Linked DNA regions of Triticum aestivum: region 2 is linked to region 1. Evidence: chromatin contacts called from public Hi-C data. All regions are on one chromosome and are shown on one strand. The core of a region is the stretch at or near the end of the contact, and the rest is flanking DNA. Distances in the headings are between cores, read along the strand shown. Region 1 holds the start of LOC123091332 (probable magnesium transporter NIPA4). Region 2 holds the start of LOC123091337.

What was found. Hi-C and Micro-C count contacts between places; a contact is called where the count stands out from the background.
Region 2: a contact with region 1 is called in a Hi-C map of leaf, with 3 times the contacts expected there. The contact joins the promoter of LOC123091337 here to the promoter of LOC123091332 in region 1. A contact is called at or near these places in 2 of 5 Hi-C or Micro-C datasets (both in leaf).

The regions. Positions count from the first base shown.
Region 1 is chr4B:109,954,785-109,959,748 of IWGSC CS RefSeq v2.1, forward strand. It overlaps LOC123091332 (probable magnesium transporter NIPA4), which reads right to left and starts at 2,754. Exons shown (of 9, transcript XM_044512817.1): 1 at 2,452-2,754; 2 at 899-955; 3 at 217-307; 4 at 1-126. The coding sequence starts at 2,608.
Region 2 is chr4B:110,542,828-110,547,791 of IWGSC CS RefSeq v2.1, forward strand. LOC123091337 reads left to right here and starts at 2,625. Exons shown (of 7, transcript XM_044512825.1): 1 at 2,625-3,013; 2 at 3,256-3,927. The coding sequence starts at 2,785.

The DNA of each region.
Region 1 (4,964 bases), core at 1,504-4,003:
GAATCAATATCACGCTCTTGTGGAGCATGGAGTGCAATTGTGATCGATCCGACTACACAAAGAACACAACCAAGTATACCAAAGGTGTGCAGTTTCTCCTGTAGAATGGAATGAGCAAGTGCAGCACTGCAAACATTTAGAATGGTCTGTTATTTCAGTTCAATAAGCAGCAAGCTAAAGCATTAAGAGTTCTCTAAGGAACTCCTATGACTGTACCTGATGATTATACTGAGTGCTCCAAGAGGAGTGACAAGAATAGCAGGAGCAAATGCATAAGCAGCAAAATTAGCTATTTCGCCAACAATCACTGTTCATAGGAGACCATGTGAGCAAATGTTAGTCAAGTTTCTTTTTGTCAAAAGTACAAGTGACATTTCCCAAAAAAATGAGGAAAAAATGGATATCTATTCCCTAAGAACAGCAAACAGCATTAAAGGGCATTCATACTGAAGCATCACATTCCAACGACAAGAATTCATTTGCTCTCTAGCCACTATCATGAGTATTGTGTTTCAATATGCTACATCTAGCTAAACCTTATCAAAAAAATGTTTTTTCCCTGCACTATCATCTGACACATTGCAAATTGTTAGTCTCTCCTATTATAAGTTACCAATATCAACCTCAACTCTTAAACACAAAATAATCTTCGTGTGTGTCTGCGTCCCTGAGGAAATGGACATCACGACCAATGTGAGGTGACTGTGAGAGCCACCAGAAATCTCATCATGGTCAGGCATTTAACAAGGAAAAATAATAGTGGGAAAATGACCAGACAAGACATGCTACGATTGGACGGAGAACACGGATCCCAAATATGTGATAAAGCAAAAAAAAAGGAATACATTAAAAATTTAAAAAGTGGCATAGCGTTTAGAAAGAATGGAAAGCGACTTACTAGAAATCATGCCTATCCACCAAAGTGGCTCCACTAAGTAAGAATACCCTCCATAACCTGTTTCATGTGCATAAACACTCTTATTATATTCAGCACTAAAATTTGTAGGAAGTATGATTAAATAATTTATGATACGAAGGATATAGGTGCATTGGTCAGACTTCATGGTAAATGAACTGAAATAACCAGCAGACTTCGTTGCAAGGAATAACAAAACTATTCAAAGTTGTATACCAAATACTCCCTCTGTCCGAAAATACTTGTCATCAAAATGGATAAAAAGAGATGTATCTAGAACTAAAATATGTCTAGATACATCCCCTTTTATTCATTTTGATGACAAGTATTTCCGGACGGAGGGAGTAGTAAGCTGGGAAATTGATCATTTTAACCTGAGTACCCAACAAACTAAATAGCCACACTGATCAACAAGACGATATAAAACACAGGCTGCTCTAAGATTTACTGGTTTCCTTATCATATTCGAAAAGGGCACGTTTAAGTCATTGTCTCTTTAACAGAATGTGCCAGTAAACCACTTCAATCATGCAAAAGATCTCAACTAGCGCAGATCTATTCATGATTGAGGAAGCTCTATGCAAGTAACAACGCAAAATTTGACATGAATCAATCCAACAAAACAGAAATCCAGATAAAGATCAGTGACCCCATCAGATAGTTTGACCTGTAAGCTCGCGACAAGACATATTGCAAGCAAGAGTTTCTATGTGGACAGTGATTCTCTCACAACGAGCCACCGATAATGGACGTCATCCATAAGCATATTGCAAGCAAGAGTTTCTATCTAAACAGTATTCTCTCCCAACGAGCCCACCGATAATGGACACCATTCATAAGCATATTTAGCCATGGAAGAACTCTTCCTCAGACTCACTCGTCGCAATTCCAACAAGAGAAACAAAGACATGAAACAAATGCGAGATCATGGACTGCATTTTCAAGGAAGCTTTCGGACCAAAACAGCACAGCGAAGCAGCGAGAACTGTCAACGACGAAACCAAATCATTGCAACTTTTTTCACACCGCCGAAAGAGAAGAGAATCAAGCCATCCAATTGCAACGGAAAGAGGCGAGTCTTCGTTCTGGACTCAACTGGACTTCCCACGCGGCCAAATCTACCGCGAAGAACGCGCCCCCCTGTCCGAATTTTACCCTTTTTTCCAGCGTCAACTCCACTCCTCTGTTCTGACCGACGAGAGCAAGGAAAAGTTCCAGAGAAGTTGCAATGATAAGCAAGCTCCATTGTTCCGAGGAATCTATTCGATTCAACTGGTCTGGACCGCCAATCTACCGGAGAAGAATAAACCGCGCTGCTCCTTTTTGTTTTTTACCGCACGCAGATCCCTCCCACCAACCAAGCAAAGAACAGCAACCAAAACCAAACTCCGCTCGATTCCGCTACCCACCACTCCAAATCGGCCGCCCCAATCGACCCCCTCGCCGGCCAACCAACCCGTACCGGCGAGATCCAGACGCCAGAGGAAGCAAGCAAGGCAGCAGTGGGGCCTCAGCCACCGAGTGGCGCAACTCACCTGCGCGGACGCCGGAATCTGCGGCCCTCCTGAGCCCCATCTTCTTGACGATGAAGCTGGCGCCGATGAAGGCGCTGGACGACACCGCGAGGGCCAGGCCCTTGGCGTTGTCCGACGACATGCCCCCGAACCCGGCTGAAGAGGAGGGCGCCGCCATCTCCTCGCGAGCGCCTACGACCCTGGCCTGCCTCTGCACTCCGCCGCCGGGTCCGCCGTGTCCGCCTACGCCGCCGACATGGGGAGCGGTGGGGGAGGAGTCGGAAGCGGGAGGGAAAAGCAAGGCGGAGGAACAAAGTAAGAATTTTAAGGGGAGGGGAGCTTGTGCGTCCGGGCCCTCGTGGAAACACCTATTTGTGTTAAGTTTTATTTAGTTAGGAGTCCTAATCAATTGACTAAGAGAGCTTGATTCCTCTTGTCATTAATTATTGTTGGAGCTTTTGTGCTATGATTATTTTGTGCAGTTTTGAGTGTCGACAAATAGAGTATATGGCTAGGAACATCATACTTGTTAGTTCTTACGGACACCGCCAATTTTCACCGTTCGGTCGCCTTATGTAGTAGTGTGCTCTCAATCATTATGGGATTTGATTGACACGAAAGCAATTACAACATTGCGCGCTACAATTTTTTCACCCTTGTCCACTTATTAAGTGAATGTAGGACCCAATTAAGGCATAAAATCATTAGTTGCTATATATAGTGCTCCATAAAAAAACTAATTGTTGGTAATGGTATGTACATAAACATGTATAGTGATATCATCTAGAGTACCTCTAGATATAATAGGTATCACACATTTTCAATACCAATTCATGGCATTTTTTTTAATATTTTGTATATTCATTTTTAAATGTTTAGGTTCCTCAACAACACTTCCAATATCATGAAATTTGGCTTGGATCGGTGAAGGGACTTAGTCTGTGGTGGTAGGTGGATTTTTCTAGGCTCCTGGATTGAATGGGTCTTTTCCGTACTTTCATGATAACTTTCACATTTTAAAACATTCTTTTTATTGGAATGTCAGGGGAAAGGCTCGGCCTATTAGGAAAAAGCTCGACCCTTTAGTGCTATATATGGCAATTTGGTTTAGACTAAAACATCCACCACTATGGAATTTTGTGAAGGTAATAAGAGTAAGCCCGTGTTCACTTTGCTATCATGACTTTTGGCAAGACATTTTCTTCAATTTGGTTTTATGGAATGATCGTGTTTTTTTCTGAAAGCAAGGAATGATTGTCCAAACGCTGAAAAAGTATGAGATGATTTAGACACCGAGAAGCAAATGCTTACCACAAAAACACAACCATTTTCCAAATGTGGAGTAGTAAAGTAGCATGTGAAATCGTCAATTACCCAGACCTCGAGGCTCAAAGTGCAAAACTCCCTAAAACTACAGGTGACTCGAAATAAACGAGTCCTAGACTGGCCACACACCACGCGGCTTTGCCCACACAAGCAACGTTCTTCTTCACAGAAAAGGAGATGAGCCGTCCAACGCCGCATCGACGGCTCTTGACAGACGCGGCGCATGGGACCAGCCTACGCATGCACCGCGCTGTGTGTGGTGGGGACAACAAGCTGGGAGTATGTGGAATATGCCCTTGCGGAGGGAAGTGAAGAAATCTGACACGCCGACGTATTCTTACACTTCTCCAGTGCTCTGTGCTTCAAGCCTTCAACCGCTTTTTCGTTTCTTCACGGTTCAACTTTTTTTGCTAACAAATTATAACATTAATTATTATGTACTCCCTCTGTTCCTAAATATAAAAAAAAGGAGACTTATATTTAGAAATGGAGGGAGTATAAACATGAGACGACAATACATAACTTGGTTCGGATTTCCGCTGGAGTTGCTCTGTGTTCATGTGAAACTCCGTATGTTCCAAAATTAGTCATGAAAAGAGATCTATCAAACTATTCAGTTCTGGTGGGGTGCCAGTCTTTAGATGACATTTAACTCCGATCGGAAATATTGTTGCTAATGTTTCCAGTGATGAGACGTATTGGAAACCTTTAACAGAAAGCCATCAGGGCTTGGTGAATAGCAAATCATGCTGACATACTTGATATACCCAATGGATCTTTGTTGTGAGGAATACTAAAGGGATAGTTTGACATTAATTGGAGCAAGTTTACCGGATGTGTCATATGTAGTTGATCATCCTAATAACTGTTAATATGACATTGCAACAACAGAAAAGTAATCTATCAATGGCACATGGATCACTATCGATAAAATAATATAAGGGTGCTCCATATTCGCTCCCTGAGCCTACATTTTAGGAGGCTGGGCGGGGTTGCTATGGACCATGCTCCAAACCCAACCGTCGGCGGGGGAGGGAAATCCCCGCCCCCCCCCCCCCTTCTCTCCCACGTTCGTACCAATGTCGCAGTCGCGTTTTGCACCAGGAAGCACACCCCTTAATGACCGCCTACCCAATAATGATTGGTCGCACCCATTCCCGGCACCATTTCCCATGCAGGGTGAGTGGGTATTTATGGCCAAAAAAGGT
Region 2 (4,964 bases), core at 1,375-3,874, 590 kb after region 1:
CGGGGGTGCCCGAAACCCCTTCTGGTGATCTGATGACTACCTGGTGACTCCGAAACTCTTTCGGTGTCCGAATATCATCGTCCTATATATCAATCTTTACCTCTGGACCATTCTGGAGCTCCTCGTCATGTCCATGATCTCATCCGGGACTCCGAACAACATTCGGTCACCAAATCATATAACTCATATAACATTATATCGTCAACGAATGTTAAGTGTGCAGACCCTATGGGTTTGAGAACTATGTAGACATGACCGAGACACCTCTCCGGTCGATAACCAATAGCGGAACCTGGATGCCCATATTGGTTCCTACATATTCTATGAATATCTTTATTGGTCAAACCGTTATGACAACATACACAATTCCCTTTGTCTGTCGGTATGTTACTTGCCCGAGATTCGATCGTTGGTATCTTCATACCTATTCCAATATCGTTACCGGCAAGTATCTTTACTCGTTCCGTAATACATCATCTCGTAACTAACTCCTTAGTTATTTGCTTCTAAGCTTATTATGATGTGTATGACCGAGAGGGCCCAGAGATACCTCTCCGATACTCGGAGTGACAAATTACAATCTCGATCCATGCCAAGTCAACAAACACCTTCGAAGATACCTGTAGAGCATCTTTATGACCACCCAGCTACGTTGTGACGTTTGATAGCACACAAGGTATTCCTCCGGTATTCGGGAGTTGCATGATCTCATGGTCGAAGGAACATGTATTTGACATTCAAAAAAGTAGTAGCAATAAACTGAACGATCATACGCTAAGCTAACAGATGGGTCTTGTCCATCACATCATTCTCCTAATGATGTGATCCCATTATCAAATGACAACACATGTCTATGGTTAGAAAACCTTAACCATCTTTGATCAACGAGCTTGTCTAGTAGAGGCTTACTAGGGACACGGTATTTGTTTATGTATTCACATGTATTTAAGTTTCCGATCAATACAACTCTAGCATAAATAATAAACCTTTATCATGAATAAGAAAATATAAAATATCAACTTTATTATTGCCTCAAGGGCATATTTCCTTCATCAACACCTTTGTGAATCTCAACTAAAGTATCCCAATTCTCTTTTACATTCTCCAAGTGACTGATTTTGTGATTCTTTTGGGACATAGTGCATTGAATAGGATGCCACAAAGATTGAGCCTTGAGTTTTATCTTGATGACTTGCTTCGTGATGTCATTATGTTCACCTTGCACACCATTGAGAATAAGAGCCCAAATGAAAGGATTGTAACTAAATCTCAGCCGCCTGAGCGCTAGGCACACCCATTTCTAAATCATTAATTTGATCAACTGACTATGAGTTGAATGTCATGCAAAGTATATCTTAAAGTTTTTATATACCTATTTTGGTTTTGTTTAATGAAATTTATACACTAAGAACACATTATTTATTCAAGGGACGCAACCCCTACCAAAGGCGATCCAGGGTTTTGCTCCGATGTCATCCTCCTCCACTGGTGCATCATCGACCTCATCCTCATCGGGGGATCTTCCGTGGGGTGTGGGGAGACCCGATCTACCTTGTGAGTCATGCTTTTCTCCTCTTGGAGCATTAGATAGGTAGCCATTCGGCGGTGTCAAGATGATGGTGTCGCTGTCGGCGTGTGATAAGATATTCCCACCTCGCCCTTGTCCCGGTGATGCTTCCTCGCATCACTAGGAGGTGCGTGAAATATGGTGTGTCCTTAGGTCTGTCTCGTCGGGCATGGCATTTTTTATGTAGGTTTGGCTCGGTCGCTTTATTCCATGGAGCACACAATGTTGTTGTCTTGGTCCTTCGGCTCAAGTTTTGACGGGCGAAGATTGGCTTGTCTTGGCCTCGTCGAAGAGCGTGTGAGGTTTGTGTTCTCCAAGTCCAAGGGGTTTCTACGTGCCCTCTCCATATTTTTCATCTCCCGCGTGGCGATTTCCTACGCAGATCATGGCCACTAATGTCTTCCAGTATACATTGATGACTTTCCTTTCACCACTCCTACAATCTCCTAGGTTTAAACAAGTTTACTCCGCTGCAACAGAGGTCTAAAGACGACAGCGAGCTTTCCTCACGACATGTCGCCGATTTTTTTCCTTTCCCCCGAAAAGGAGGCTGTAACCCCTGGCCTTTGCATCATTTCAAAAGGAGATTACCGATGGATGCAGGAGGAAAAAAACTTCGACACCCCAGAAATTTGATTGTATTAAAAAAATTGTCAGCGTGTTCTTTTTTGTAAGGATTTGTCATTTGTGCTAGTTAAGTACATGACATTTACCATGTGACATACTCCCTCCGTCCGAAAATACTTGTCATCAAAATGAATAAAAGGGGATGTATCTAGATGTATTTTAGTTCTAGATACATCTCTTTTTGTCCAATTTGATGACAAGTACTTTCGGACGGAGGGAGTATATGGTAAGCAATCCAAATTATTTATGAGCAAACAAAAAAAGTACATGGCATTTGACCTTTTTCAATCAAAAGAAAAAGAAAAAGAAAAAGAACACGTTATTTGATAGAAATATCCCGCTCTATGCCTAACATGTCGGCTCTCATCTCTGATCACTCCCATCTCACCAACCTCGCAGTCTGAGGGAGAGAGATATCTCTTCTCCTAACCCCATCACCATCACGTGCAAACTAACCAACTCCTCCAACCATCCCGATCAAATTACAGAAAAGCCCCTCCGTTTCACTCCGGTCCGCTTCCCCCCACCCACCGTCCTCCGTCCCGTCCATGGTGGTGGCCGAGCACCAGCAGTAGCACCGCCTCTGCTTGATGGCGCAGTACAGGCAATCCGGCGGCGGCTTCTTCGACTCCCGCGGCGGCGGGGCCCACCACCCGCTCCCGGACTACCACCGGGCACACCCCTCCAAACCCTCCCGGATCCGCCGCCCCGGCAAACCCGCGCGCCGCCGCTCGCCGGCCGTTGCCGCAGCTGCCGCTGCAGTCCTGCTCCTCGCTGGCGTCTTCATCCTCTCGCGCCGCCTCTCTCGCGACCCCGCAGGTTCGTGGTTTCACACTCCCGGCACGGTGGTTTCTCTGGGGATGGGTTGAGGCGGTCCGCTCGGTGTTCTTGTTGCTTCGACAGGAGAGAGTGAGAGGGGAGAGAGAAAATGGCATCTTTGACGCTCTTGGGATCGTCCATGGCGTGGCTGGATGCGAATGGGATCCAAATTCTGTTCGGTTGATCTGGTTATCTGTTAGTTCGGTTGTCTTAATGCACAACATGTTCGTACTGTTTTGCAGAGATCGGAGAGGATTCGGGTGGCGGGGAGGGTTTGCCGGAGTGGAACCGGAGCAAGAACTGGAAGGAGCTCAAGTTCGGCCATGGCGGTGGTGGCAGGAGTGCGCGGGATTCCAGGTACTGGGACCAGGACGATCGACGGCGCGACGAAGACTACTCGGAGGACGAGAAGGAGAAGGTCTTCGGTGCAGGTGGAAACACTGCTGATGCTCGTGGTGGCAGTGAGAAAAGCGTGAGCTCTGATCCCGGTATTGAGGAGAAAGGGTTGACCTTGGATACCAGGGGTGGTGCTGACAAGGAGGTTCCAGAGTTGGCTGAAGGGGGGAAAGGAGGCACCTTGTACAATGAGGGTGGCAGGAAAGAGCTGGAGCAGTATGAGGCGGCTTCCATGGGAGTGGTGGGCACGGGGATGAGGGAGGTTGATCCAGATGATGAGTATGATGATGGCATTGATGATCCCGATGATTCTCAGATGCATTCTGCCGGTAGGAAGCTTGGTGATGGTATTCATGAGAACATAGGGAAGGAAGAGAGTGCTGCCTTGGAGAGACACATGAAAGCAGGTGGAAGGATTAGTGATGGCGGTGATGCTGTTAACACGGATCAAAAGAAAGCTTCGGGTACTGGTGATAAGAAACATGGGTCCAAGAAGAAACCAAAGCGTAAAAAGTCTGGTGAGTTATTCTCCCTTTTCAAGTTTGAAAGCTAGAGTCGGGCAATTTGAATTTAGGATCATGTTTTTCTTCCCTGAATTGGTGGAATTTTGATCCCGTTCACTTAAAATAACATAAGATTTTTGTTATTACTATCGTAATAGCTTTATGAGGTAATCCAGCTAGCTAAGTAGCTATATATATGCGTGCTATTTTTCTGCTGTAGTGAGATCATTATTTTTTTAGAAACATGAGATTTGATTGTAAGAATCTAATAGGAGACGCTGTTAGCATGTATAAGATGTGTACTGTATGCAGTGACTATTTAAGTGTTGAGTCATGAATAAAATATGAGCATGCATATTGTACCCACTGGCTACCTAAATATTACGACATGCATGACATGGCCGTAATATTGGATGTCTTGAGCATGTTAGACTGCCAACTGATAGGCTTGTGGCATAACATCTTCATAGTTTGCTGTTGGATTTAAGAATCGAAGATATGGTACCGATGTTAGATGACCAGGTCCTGGTGAATTAACTGAAAATGTTAGCACACAATGGTATCATGATATATTTGCTGTATTATTTATTATGCAAGTCAAAATCAGTATCTGTGAGCTTTATTATTAGGTCTATCAGTACCTTTGCTCTATCCTATATACCTAAGAGAGTCGTCCCCACTAACTTATTTATCTCAACATGCAAGCATCCCACCTCACCATACAATTATGATTGGGATAAAGCCCGCCTCAACATGGAATTATGCATGGGAAAAGAGCCACCACAACATTCAACCATGCATGGAAAAATGTTTCCCATTCAATTATTATACTTACATTCAATAAATATTTTTGCAACTATACATAATCAAATATGATAAATCATATGTATTTTTCATTTTGGTTCTCATGTGATAACCTAAATATTCATCAACCAATTCCCACAGCAACACGCAGGGTATCCTCTAGCTTGATAATTTGTTGTACCATAAGTTCTGTTGATATCAAATATGACACTTTTTTTGCAATCAAGCTTGTTTCATGTCTTTATTAT